Linked DNA regions of Mus musculus: region 1 is linked to region 2. The links are chromatin contacts, called in public Hi-C maps. All regions are on one chromosome and are shown on one strand. The core of a region is the stretch at or near the end of the contact, and the rest is flanking DNA. Distances in the headings are between cores, read along the strand shown. Region 1 holds the start of Katnal1 (katanin p60 subunit A-like 1). Region 2 has its middle 59 kb from the start of Gm36405.

The links. Hi-C and Micro-C count contacts between places; a contact is called where the count stands out from the background.
Region 1: a contact with region 2 is called in a Hi-C map of natural killer cells, with 1.6 times the contacts expected there. The contact joins the promoter of Katnal1 here to the enhancer-like site in region 2. A contact is called at or near these places in 1 of 484 Hi-C or Micro-C datasets (natural killer cells), 2 of 115 datasets of contacts at active chromatin or transcription factors (the SCID.adh cell line and embryonic stem cells) and 3 of 9 other capture datasets (adipose tissue, liver and pancreatic islet).

The regions. Positions count from the first base shown.
Region 1 is chr5:148,925,390-148,932,253 of GRCm38.p6, forward strand. Katnal1 (katanin p60 subunit A-like 1) reads right to left here and starts at 3,258. Exons shown (of 11, transcript NM_153572.2): 1 at 3,137-3,258. Gm36446 (a long non-coding RNA gene) reads left to right here and starts at 3,423. Exons shown (of 2, transcript XR_377236.1): 1 at 3,423-3,514; 2 at 3,744-4,233.
Region 2 is chr5:148,864,998-148,871,233 of GRCm38.p6, forward strand. No RefSeq gene overlaps it. Among named protein-coding and RNA genes, the nearest start is that of Gm36405, 59 kb to the left of the region's middle. Within about 2 kb of position 1,749, at least 64 of the 459 cell types and tissues checked have an H3K27ac peak or open chromatin away from gene starts, as enhancers often do. A contact at or near this core is called in natural killer cells, where this site is marked.

The sequences.
Region 1 (6,864 bases), core at 2,008-4,507, 62 kb after region 2:
AGTTTGTGGGTGCCTGCTTGAACCTCCCGTTTGAGGGCCGGAGGGATTATACCCCAAAGAGGCAGAAAGGAAAAACATAATTGTAGCCAGACTTTGGCTATTTTGTAGGTTTTTCTTTCTTCCACCCTTCTCCACGCCCTTTCTTCTATCCTTTTACCACCCTAACACTGGATAGGTAAGAAAAAAGAATAGAGGGGGGAAGGGGGCAATGCTATCATTAGACTACTTCCTGGTGATGAGGGGCGTTGAGTTCCTTGAGGCAAGTTTGATCTTCGACATCAGGACATCTATGGTCATCTTGTTCCTTCCTTTCTCACGACTACTTAACATACTGCAACCAACTAACAAGCAACAACAACCCTGCCTCTCAGGGCCCTGGCATTTATATGCCCTCTGTCATAGTTATGGTGTCGTTGCTGTGAAGAGACACCATGACCATGGCAACTCTTATAAGGACAACATTTCATTGGGGCAGGCTTACAGGTTCAGAGGTTCAGTCCATTGTCATCATGATGGGAAGCATGGCAGTGTCCAGGCTGGCATGGTGCAGGAGGAACTGAGAGTTCTACATCTTGTTCTGAAGGCAACCAGAGACTGTTTCATGGGCAACTAGGAAGAAGGGCTCTTCTGCTCTGGGTGGAGCCTAAACATAGGACCTTGATGCCTGCCTACACAGTGACAGGCTTCCTCTAACAAGGCCACTCCCACTCCAACAAGGCCACACCTCCTAACAGTGCCTTTTCCCGTGGGACAAGTTTATTCAAACCACCACAGCCTCTGAAGATTATCCAGAATTCCAAGTGTCACACATTTGCAAAACTCATAGAAGTCGCCCTGCTTCTACCTTCTGGATACTGGACTAAATGTGTGTACCACCATCCTTGACCTCACCCTGGTTTTGGAGACAAGGTCTCTCAATGTCCTTATGCTTGCCAAGTAGGCTAGGCTAGCTGACCACCAGGCCCCCAAGGGATTTCTGTTTTCACCTCCCCAGAGCTAGGATGACAAGCATATGCCAGTATACCCAGCATTTGGGAGGGTGGGGGGAGAAATGGGAATTGAACCCCTGGTCTTCAGGCTTCCATACCCAGCACTATTCCAACTGAACTCTCTCTCCAGCTCCTGCATAGGTTTTGAACCTCTTCTGAAACGTCAGGATGTAACTGAAGGAGAGAATTCTAAGTGGCATCTCGAAATCACACAGAACCCAGTCCTCCCAATGTCTGTGGTAACTTTGTGATAGAATGTCTGTGGTAACTCTGTAGTAATGGAAGTGGTGAGAAGAGGTGCAGGAATGGCTGCTGACGTCTCTGCCTGTGACTCCAGAGATACAGAATGAGACATCACATCAATGGATTAAGACCAGAAGAGATCCAGGCCCTGTCCAAGGAGGAACTCCAAGGACAGATGCCTGTCACCTGAGGGGACTTGGAGTTGGCTCTTAAGAAAATCGCCAAGTCTGTCTCAGCAGCAGACCTGGAGAAGCACGAAAAGTGGATGGTTGAGTTTGGGTCTGCGTGATTGGTCAGCTCTTCCATCTCTGGGAGTTTTCTTTATGAAATATAAAGACATTCCTGAAATTATAAAACCATCTAGAGGTACAGAGAACTATAGTTGAGAAGCAAGGTATGCTCGTACAGTCTGCTGGCTTCAGGCTACCAAACCTCATACGTGTGGTACAGAGTAAGCAAGCCAGTGGCTGGGGTCGAAGGGCCTCACCAGGACTACTTCCTACTGATTAGGGGTGTCAAGTTTCTTGGGGCAAGTTCCATCTTTGCCATCAGGATATCTAATTTCTTGTTGTTGTTTCTTCTTTACGTAGGAACAATTACTTAACAAGTGGTGATCAAGAACCAACCCCACCTCTTGGAGTCTTAGCATTTATATGCCCTCTGAAAAGTCCCCAGAATTCCAAACATCACACAGTCACGGAAACTATCTGGCTGTTGGCAAAAATCACATCCCTTGTACAGCATGAGGCAAATCGCAGTCAACCGCTGTGGACAATCTGAAGCAGCCCAATATCCCAAACCTGGGATTAAAACAAAAACAATTTTTATATTTCTATGTAAATTCCATGTTTAAAAAAAACACCAAAATTCTCACTACACATAATAAAAAGAGGAAATCATCCTGAGCCATGCTTAATATCAGCATCCTGAGACAGACAGGTGAGCTCCAGGACAGCCTGGTTTACACAGTGAGTTCTAGCTAGCCAAAACTACACAGTGAAGCCTGGTCTCTAAAACAAAGAAAAATGTGCATAAATCAATCAGGTATTTTTAAAAAATAGAAACAGAATACAGAACACTTCAGTGTAGTCAAAAGGAGATTGTTCAGAAAGTTCAATAAAATACATTTCTAGTAAAGTTGGCTAGAGGAGAAAGTCAGAAATGAAGGAGAGCTAGCAACAGAAACTTCCAAGGGAGTGAAAGACCAAACAAAGCTTAATGAAATAGACAAGTGTGTGAGATCGCAGCACATCAAAACCCACTAAGAAATCTCATCAGTCAATAAAACCAAGTTCGTTATTTATGACCTCCCCAAAATACTCCAGACCCATCAGCTTCGTGTGTGCGTTCTAGGAAGTGCTTGGGGAAAAAAGAAACAAATGCTAAAGACACTCTCCAGAAAAAGGCAAAAATTAACTAGCCATTGAAAGTTTAACTAGTCTTCAAAGAACCAAAATATGTGTGGGCAACATTTAGGTAGTAAGTGAAGAGTGGAGCCGGAAGGGGGCATTAATTACTCCATGACATTCAACCTCAATAGCTAACATGCAACATATATATATGTATATGTATTCAGACATCACCAAATAACAGTAATATCCTTCATCAGCTTTCACACTTGTCCTTTTAAATATTACTGTCCTCTGAACACACGCTAATGAATGGATTTTATATGCCAAAAGCTCTGAGGTACTTGAAAAATAAGCAGAAATACCTAGAGATTCACAGGGAAAGGCAAAGGCCTTTTAGTGAAGGCTTTGTCGGGTCTCGCATCGACCTTGCGCCATACATACGGTTCTGCACCAAGAGGCAGCACCCTAGGAGGCCCAGGCCCCGCGCGGTGGCGATGGAGCGGGGCCGCGAGTGCAGAGGCTGCGGGGCTGGAGCGCAGCAATGAGGCTCACCTGCGCTACCCCCGCCCGACGCACAGCGCCCAATCCAGCGACCACCCCGGAGCCCCCTGCAGACAAAGAGTCACTTTAACACCATCTGAGTAGCTCCCAATTTATCAGTCTGTCGCCGCGCTCCGGACCGCTGGGCTTTGTAGTTCTCGGCCCGAATCACCCAGCCAAGGCGGCGAGCCTGATGAGCCACCGAACTACAAGACCCATGATACCCTGCGACTGGTGCTACATTCTGCGTGGCTCTCCCGCTTCTCCTCCGGGGGAGCGGCCTGTTGCCGGCGGCCGAGGTCTTGCGGACTGGGGCTGCCCGCCTGGGCTCCGCAACCCGGCTCTCCCTGTCAAGCCCGGCCCCTCGGGCTCACCACTTAGATCCTGCAGGTCAGGGCTGTCAAGGAACGGGGAGGGGCGAGGCGGGGCGCCGTTAGCCGCCGCCCGCCCGGAGTCCGTTAGTTCGCGGCCGGCGCGAAGAGGCGGTGGCTCACGGTTGCCATGGCAGCTGCGGCAGTGCTGCGGAGAGGGCGTGGGGCTGAGTCAGCGTTGGGAAAGGGGGCAGTAGGGAAGGATGCTCAGAGGCGAGTGTGGCGAACACGGAGCCCTCACCCCACAGGATGAGGAACCCGAGACCCTAGGTGGGGCGTGCTGCACCGGCCGGCATCGGGGCGGGACGTGTGCAGCGACAGAGAGCGGCTTCTAAGGAGGCGACCTTGCTGAGCCAGCTCTGTGGATTGGAGGCTGCTCGCAGCCCCCTCCCGCCATCCTCCAGGGAGTGGAGTGAGAACGAGCCATTGCTTAGATAGCGTGTGCACACAGCCTACAGGAGGATTCTGGACTCTGGAACTCGTAAATGGCACTGCTCCCCACCTATTGAATTCGAAGCTATAATGGGTCTTATGCAGAGGTTTGTGCACTCTTCAGTGTACTATGGGCCTGGATTAACAACCTGGCCTTCTAACACAGCTCCTTGGCTAACTGGTTGGTAGCCGATGACCCGAGGCACCTTACCTACCTGCTCTGAACGTTTTAGTCTGCAAAATGGAACTATCTCTGTTCCTGAGAGAAACTTTTATGATAAAACAGAATAAAAGTCTGGCACCTCACACGGTAGCTTTCAGATACTAGTTAATCCAATCGTGATAAAAGTCAAAATATAAGCCGGGCGTGGTGGCGCATGCCTTTAATCCCAGCACTCGGGAGGCAGAGGCAGGTGGATCTCTGAGTTCGAGGCCAGCCTGGTCTACAAAGTGAGTTCCAGGACAGCCAGGGCTATACAGAGAAACCCTGTCTCGAAAAACCAAAAAAAAAAAAAAAAAAAAAAAAAAAAAAAGGTCAAAATATTTGACTAGCAGTTGAAGGTGGATTGGCCGATGGGGAAATTGTCCTGTACCGATTAAAAAGTGCTATATCGCCGGACAGGGGTGGCTCACACCTTTCATCCCAGCACTTGGGAGGCAGAGGCAGGCGGATTTCTGAGTTCGAGGCCAGCCTGGTCTACAGAGTGAGTTCCAGGACAGCCAGGGCTACACAGAGAAACCCTGTCTCAGGGGAAAAAAAAAAAAAGTGCTATATTTCGCTAAAGGTTTAGGTCAGGGAAGTGTCTGTAGCTGTCAGAACTCATGGAATAGAACAGTTATGATTTGTACATTTTGTTGTGTGTAAATATACTTCAAAAGTAGTGTGATGCCTTAGGAAATTAAATTAGGGAAGGTGGGCACTGTGTCAGTGCCTTTATTCCTGGCAGTTGGGAGGCAGCAGCCAGACTGGTCTACAAATTGAGTCCCAAGACAGCCAGTTCTTGTTATACAAAGAAACCCTGTTTTGAAAACAAAACAAAAGAAACAAAAGAACTAAATTAGGACTGTGTAACTTATTTGTTAGAGCGCTTACCTGGCATGCATAAAGCCATGGGTTTGATCCCCTATACCACATACAGGGTACACCCAGGTAGATTGGCTGCACAGCTCTGCAACCCAGCATTCAGGAGAATGAAAGCACAAGGATTAAATGTTCAGAACCAACCTCAGCTACCTAAAGAATTAAAGGCCAGCTTGGGATGTGCGAGAGACCAAGGAAGAAAAGAACAGATAAATCATGATGGGGCAGGGGTAGTGGCTCACACCTGTAATCTCAGAACCTGGGAGGTTCAGTAAGGCGGGACACTTACCTCTAATTGGGGGTCAACCTGGGCTACAAGGTGAGACTGTCTCAAAAGGTGGGGCAGAGAAAAAAAAGTTGAAAAAGCAAGCTATTTCATTGTCAGAGTCTCCCCATCACAGAGATCTCCTTCCAATTGGTTCGAGCCTTCTGCTCACCTCTGTGGGGAGGCCTAGTCCTCTCTAAGCCTGTACTGTCCATGGGGGACACAGCCTCAGGGTCACTTCTAGCTCAGAGTCCTTTTTCTGAGCACTCAAGACTTCCTCATATCTTACCTGCAACTCTGCTTCTTCCCCCGCCCCGCCCCCCTCTGAATTCCACACCCTTTTCTTTGCTTGTTTGCAAAGCACACCTTTTTCTGAAGGTCTGAAAGTCTGGAGTAGGCTCACACCCGCCTTTGCCCCTCCACCAACTCCCATTCCTCCAGCAGAAGCCACAGCTTGCTCCTGCCCAACATTCTACAGGCGGTCTCTCCCATTCTCTTCCTCTCTTTCTACAGTATTTCCCATCTCTCAGTCTCCCCCGGCCCCGGTATTTTCACACCATTCCTCGAAAAAATGATAGGAATCTGCTCCCAGCTGAACTCATGTTTTTGTAGCAGGAATGAGGGTCACCTGATCCACCCATCCCTCCTATAGTTTCCCTTGTGATCATCCCTGGGCTCTGCAAGGCAGCTGGCCAGGCCTGTAGTGCAATCTGCAGCCATGAAAAGGACTCTAGACAAGGTTCTGATGCCTAGCTGCTTTGGTTTTCAGGGCCAGGATCCCAGATAATCAACTTAGCAGGACAAACTTGAGAATGGGTGTCAGCAAGACACAGACAGCTGCTCATGGGCTGGGGTGGATGGTCTCATCGACCATGAGTCACTGAGGCATAGCCAGGAACACCAAGAAGGGCAAAGCTCACAAAGGAGACAAAGTTCTCAAAGCTGGTGAAGGGAACTTGGAAGGAGTAAGAACCAAGAAACCTTTTCTTATTTTCACTGGCTACTTTGTGTCTTAGTTACTGTTCTATTGCTGTGAAGAAACACCATGACCAAGGTTACTTATAAACAAAACCATTTAACTGGGAGCTAGCTTACAGTTTCAGAGGGTTAGTCCTCGACCATTGTGGCTGGAAGCATGGCAGCAGGCAATGCACTTGAGCAGTAGTGGGGATGGGGGGGAGGGGAGGGAGAAAGCAAGCGAGCTAACTGGGAACACTGTGGGCCTTTAACCTCAAAGCCCATCCTCAGTGATGCATATCCTCCAATAAGGCCACACCTCCTAATCCTTCCCAAACAGTTCCACCAACTGGACACCAAGCATTCAAATATATATATGAGCCCTGATGGGGACCACTCTCATTCAAACCACCATGTGCTGTGCTGTTAAAGTGATAGTTTGCACTATACAAACCCAACCCAAAAGCCAGGGTTGGAAATTAATGTTAATTAACCTATCACTCTTAAAAGGAGACATACCATCTTGAATGCAGTCATATGTTGGTTTCTCTTGGGATCTAGGTCTTCTTGGCCTCTAGAGTTTGATGTTGCTGATCACCCATTCTGGTGACCTATGACCCTTGCTCTCATCATA
Region 2 (6,236 bases), core at 499-2,998:
TGGCTTATGACAGTGTCCAATCAGCTGTCGGCAGGCAGGCTTCCTTGGCCCTCCGCTGCAATGACCTTACTTACACCGTACCATTAACTGGTTTAATCAGAGCTAAACAGAAAGCTGGTCTCAAAACCCCACTGCTAGGCAATGGGGGAACCTGCTGAACTTAAATCTCCAGTGGAGACTATTTCTGAAATACAGATGAGAACAATTATTGTGACTTCACAATAAATTATTGATTTGGTTGAGAGTTATAGCTTATAAAAAGTTTCGGGGAAAGTTGAGAATTGCAATCTGAAAGTCACCAATCTAAAGCTCTGGAGAATAGACTTGATGCTCTCTCTAGATTGTGGACCACTTTGGATTTCAAGAGTTTTCGACTGGGTGTGCTCAATCGGTAAAATCTGTGTAAACGCCCCCCAAATGCAAAGAACTCCAAAGAACTCCACAGTCTGCATCACCTTTGGATAAGGGGGGACACAACCTACTCAGGGAAAACTAAGCGAACCCATCAGAAATCATTTCTCATTTCTTTACAAGGCAGGGTCTCAGGCACCCTGGCCGCAAACTTGTTTGTAGCTCAGGATGATCCTCCTGCCTCCTCTACCTTCTGAGCCCTGGGATCATAGGCCTGTTTTTCTTGTAGTACTACAGAATTCAATCAGAGCTTCACACGTGGCAGGCAAGCGCTATACCAACTGTGCTGTGGCTCCAGCCCCTGCCTGCTGAATTAAAATGAGCGTCTTTTCTGGTATACCTGAATGCATGATGAAGAATATAACTCCAGTGTGCATGACGGGTAACTAGTTTAGGGTACATGTGTGAATAGGCTGCCTCCACTGAGTGTGAGAGGCAGTGACCGCTCCCCTTCAAAGGCACATTTTGCAAGTCCTTTGCTGGTATCTGCTTGGAAAATCAGAGAGGGAAGCCAATTCTCACCGTGAAATCAGACTAATTTATTATCCTCAATCCGGAGCTAGCTTAGACTTCAAGCTCTGTTAGCTTAAACCAAGCTAAAATACGTTATCCACATCTATCCAGGGAGAATAAGTTAAGATTGGGGGGAAGGCTTTTAAAGGCTAACAGACTTCATGAGAGGGTTCTTACGACTTCGTAGAAAACAAACCGCTCTTAAAAAACAACTTTGATGAGTTAAATGCAAAATGAATGGGAAACATATGGGTTATATTTCCCTTAAGATGCGCGAGGGTTTAAACACTCGAGGGAATGTGTTTGCAAAGTGTGTCTAAGGAGTGTTACAAAATAGATTTCAAAATGCTTGAAAAATAGCCTGCGGTAGCTAACCAACCTCAGATGGGTCATGATAGTTCAGCCGCCCCTAACTGCATATTAATCGCAAGCACTGCTGTCCGAGATTTATATTATGGAAGGGAAGTCATATTGTGGTTAGTGATTTGTTTAAGAAATTACTGAAGAAGTGCTAACTAAAAGACATCTGGAGTAGTCGGCGTGAAACTGGGCTGTGGAGTAGAACCTCAATGGTGCCCAGTAGCTGAGGACAGACATACATGCAGCCAGGAGAATGGGGCTGAGACCCCGAGCGTGCAACTCTTGGAGAGCTGGACCACTTATGGGAGGCTCTAGATGCATTTCTCTGAAGCGTTCAGGATGCTTAGTTCATCCCAGAAAGCCTTGCGCTGAAAAACAAGACCTGTGCACACGCCCTCTACAGCAGGGGCAGCGGCAGCAGGGTTTACATCTCATGACACTGGAGCGCCTGACTGCCCACCCCCATCGCTAACATAAAAAGCAACAGGATGTGCTATGACACTCTCTAAAAATGTCCTGGTAAACATGCCCTGCCCGGAAGGGAAGGTGAGTGGTTAAAAACCTCAGAAGGCAGAGCAAATCTGGCGAGTAACTTTTGTGTATGCTTAGCTTTGCTCGGAGTAATCTGGGGTCTAACCGGTGCTGGGCTAGATTATGATCCTGCATAAACCAGGTCACTCTACAGCCTGCCTCCTCTCCTGCAGAAGGCCGAGTAGGAGTCCAAAGACAATAAATGTATCTCAATTATACTTGGCACCGCAAATGTTATCTTCAGTTCTTGCAGGCCAGTGTCTTGTATTTCTTAACTATTGACAACTTGAATTAATCAGCTCCGCACCCCGAATCCGGCAACTAGAGACCACTACCCCCAGCCTACTGACAGAGCACAGTCAAAACAAAGGTCTAGTAAATACACTGTGTAAGATTACTTTCATCTATAACATTTATAACAGACATACAAAACATAGACTTTGGTCCTAGACTCAAGATATATACAACTATTCCCAAGTCCCAAAGTGGCCAGACTCTTAAGCACTTCCGGTCGCCAGCATGTTGAATAAGGAATACTCAGGCTGTGCATATAATAAACATTTTCCTCTCTGACTTGCTGACTTGCTTTCGCTGCGCAGTGAGATACGCACATGTGTTTGGTTCCTAGATAAGAAGATCATTGAAAATCGCCAGTCAACTCTTCACCTCAAAGACAGCTGTTTGGACAAACATCATTGACTCCTGATTTTCAGCTCTGGGTAATGGCGAGTTGGGAGAGGTAAGGTTAGGAAAGAGGCCATACAGGGGACAAAAATTGCTTCCTTTCCCACCGGTTTGTGGGGCAGAAGGAGAACCAGCCAGGTGGGACAGGGAAACCCCATTCCTCTGTTTGTTAGGAAGGAGGTAGAAGATGGGGGGGGGGGCAGAAGGACCCTGCAACACTCACAGCATTCTCAGTTTCTCGGGAGTGGGGGGATGCCCAGCAATGAACTCTGCTCTGCCCGGTCCAAGCCACAACTTCAAGCTGCACTGATCCTGGGCCCTCAACAAAGCAGAAAGGACTGGTGGACAGAGGGAGAGAACTTGGCCCATCCTGCCCTCTTCTAGTTTGGTGCCACTTTTACCCGTGTCTTTTCTCATCTACACTTCAGGAGGGTAAAACCGCACTTGCAGTCACAGGAAGTGAGAAAAGTGGGGCCACAGAACTGTTTCCAGGCTCCTTCCAAGCTGCAAATAACAATGGCCCAGCTGGGTGGCAATGTAGCTGTGTGCAAATCTCAGCTTCACGCCTGGTCTCCCAGAGCACTTCTGGGATTTACGTGCCTTAGTTTCTCTTTTGTGGTTTTAATAAGAAAACTCTGCCAAGAGCCACATAAGGGAGAACGGTTTATTCCAGCCTACAACTTAAAAGTCAGTCCATCGTGGTAGGGCAGTCATAGTAGTCGGGGGCTTCAAAGCATCTGGTCACGTGGCTGGTCACGTGGTATCCATAGTCAGGAAGCATGGAGGGACGCATGCGTGCTAGTGTCCCACTCACTTTAACACAGTCCCGCATCTCTGCACAGGGACTGGTCCAGTCCACAGTTAAGATATATCTTCCCACATCAATTGACATAATGAAGACGACTTCTCAGACATTCTCAGGCGCTAACATTAATCTAGATACTTCATGACGGGTGAGCCAGAAGCTTGTCTCCTAGGTGACTGTAGAGCCTGTCAGAATGACGATTAACACTAACCGACAGGCAGAATCACAGAGAAACCCGAGAAATGACCGCATACAATTCACACACCGAACCTCAACCCTCCCTGTCCCCAGATAGCTCGAACTCAGTCCCCCATCTCCACCCCAGATGATTCTCACAGCCTAGCAATCGTTTCACCAGGTAACTGCAGACTGGAAAAAGAAGAAAGGCCATTAAAGTCGTACATATTGGTAGGAATATTTGAAAAACAAATGCCAACAAAGTGGCTGGTGTCCATAATTCTGCTCCACAGGGAAAAGGAGAAATTAAACCCCTCACTTAGAACCCAGAGGAAGGGTGTCATACAGCGGGGCTCCAGTCACATCTCATTAGAAATTATGATGGCTTAGCAGCTAAGAGCCCTTGCTGTTCTTCCAGAGGTCCCAGTTTTCAGTTCCCAGCACCCACGTGATGGCTCACAACCATTTGTAACTCGGTTTCCAGGGGATCACACTCCCTCTTCAGACCTCCTCAGGTACTGTATGCATGCAACACACATACGTAAATGCTTGGAAAATGCTCGTGCACATAAGGAAGTTTAAAGATTAATGAGTATATGGAAAGATGCCCAGTATCAGCGGTCATTAGGGACAAGCAAATTAAAACAGCAATTACACACTTACCAAAATGGCGAGACCCGCACAACTACCCCCACCAAACACTGGCAAGGGTTCGGGGCAAGGGGAATACATAGTCCCAGCTAGTGCAATTGCAAGATGCCCTTGGCCAGGTAGGAAGACAGCATTGTAGTTTCTTATGAATGTAAAAACAATCCTACCATGCTCCAGGGACCATAATTGGAGGTACTTACTCTGAAGGAGTTGAAGAACTTAATGCATACCCAGAAACCGTGCAGGAACGTTGGAAACATGCAAGCATGGTTTACAGCCACTGTATTCGTAGTTGCTGTAATTGCCGAAGCTCGGTAGCAGCCGAGACACCTTTCAGAAGGTAGTGAATAAACAAAATGTGGTGGGGTATCCATACAGTGGAATAGCGTTTGATGGAGCCAAAGGCATACACAGAGAAAAGTGAGCGGTGTAATTGCCTCGTGGAGGATTCCCCGCAGTCTGAAAGGCTCCAACTAGACTGGAGACCTGGAAGGCAAAGCTACAGGGACAGAAGAGTTTGGTGGGAGGGCCCAGGAGGTGGGGGCAGGGCCTCGGAGGTGGAGGGAGGGCCTGGGAGGTGGGGGGAGGGCCCAGCAGGTGAGGGGAGGGCCTGGGAGGTGACAGGAAAGTGAGCAGCCCCAGGTGGCCCTCAGGATTTTCAGGGCAGTGAAATGATTGCCCATGAAATTTCTGGTAGGTACACACATTATGCTCTTATCAAAATCTACAACACTACCCAGACTGGGGCCCGCTGCAAGCAATGGACTTTCAGACAGTAGCACTTGCCAAGGCAATATGCTAACACAGGAGAGGCTGCTGTACTGGCAGTACAGGGAGTATGGGAACCTTAAGAACCATTTCTGTGCATGTTTTCCTTAAAGTTCTCTAAAAAATAAAGTCTGATAATCCAAGAAATGGTTTTTGGAAGTGTCATAAAATAAGACTCATAATATGGAAAATTCACCATTTGGAATGTCCACTATGTAACAGTGCTACATAAATATTTATTAAAATAGTTCAGTGGAGAACCACACACATTACCACATCAACCTTAAAACTATTAGTAAATCGCACAGAAAACAAAATACCAACTTGACAAGATGTGATTTCATGAGAAAAGTATGAAAAGGTTTATGGCAGCTAGTGAGGGGTCTGTTGTTCCTCTGGGAGCAAGAAGCACACATGAGAAGCCACCGACAGTCAACTCTCTGGAAATGTAGTATAACATCACAACTTATACCAACACAGCAAGGTTCGAGAATGAAATGAGAGAGAAACACATTGAGCAGATACAACTTAGAAACATCTTTTTATTTAGGTTAGCTTCAAATACTGGATGGCAAACACTAGAAGCAAAATTTTAGAGGCACATCCACTAGCCATTCTGTCGTGCAGGGGTCCCACCAGTGGGACACGGTGTCCACAGAGTCGCTTACCGAGGGAGGGTGGTGTGCGTGAACACTTGTATTTTCATAAAGGTTCTCAGGGGGTGGACAGAGGAACCTGCTAGGCTCTATATATTTAATATCATCGTGTTGTTTTGGTATTTACAGAACCCTGAGAAACCAGTAGACTGTGTGCTATGTATGAACCTGTTCCTGGGGTGAAATACATTCAAATAAAGGCTGGCCACAGCACGAAGAACAACTTCCACAATTCACAGAGGATCACACCTTTAACTGGGGAGGCAGAGGCAGGCTGCTCTCTGTGACTTCAGCCTGATTACATATTTATTTCCAGGCAAGCCAGGGGCTACAAGGTAAGACTCTGTCTCAAAATACTACTAAGACTACTAATAATATCAATTTTTTTAATAGGTTTTGTTTTTTGTTTTTTATTAATTATATGTAAGTACACTGTAGCTGTCTTCAGACGCACCTGAAGAGGGCATCAGATCTTATTACGGGTGGTTGTGAGCCACCATGTGGTTGCTGGGATTTGAACGTCAGACCTTAGGAAGAGCAGTCGGGTGCTCTTACCCACTGAGCCATCTCACCAGTCCCCAATAATACCAATTTTAGAACAGATCTGTAGAGGTGAGGGAAGGAATGCTAAAAACTTAAGCTGGGGTCCCTCCAGAGGGCAAGGATGGTGTGTGGGAGAG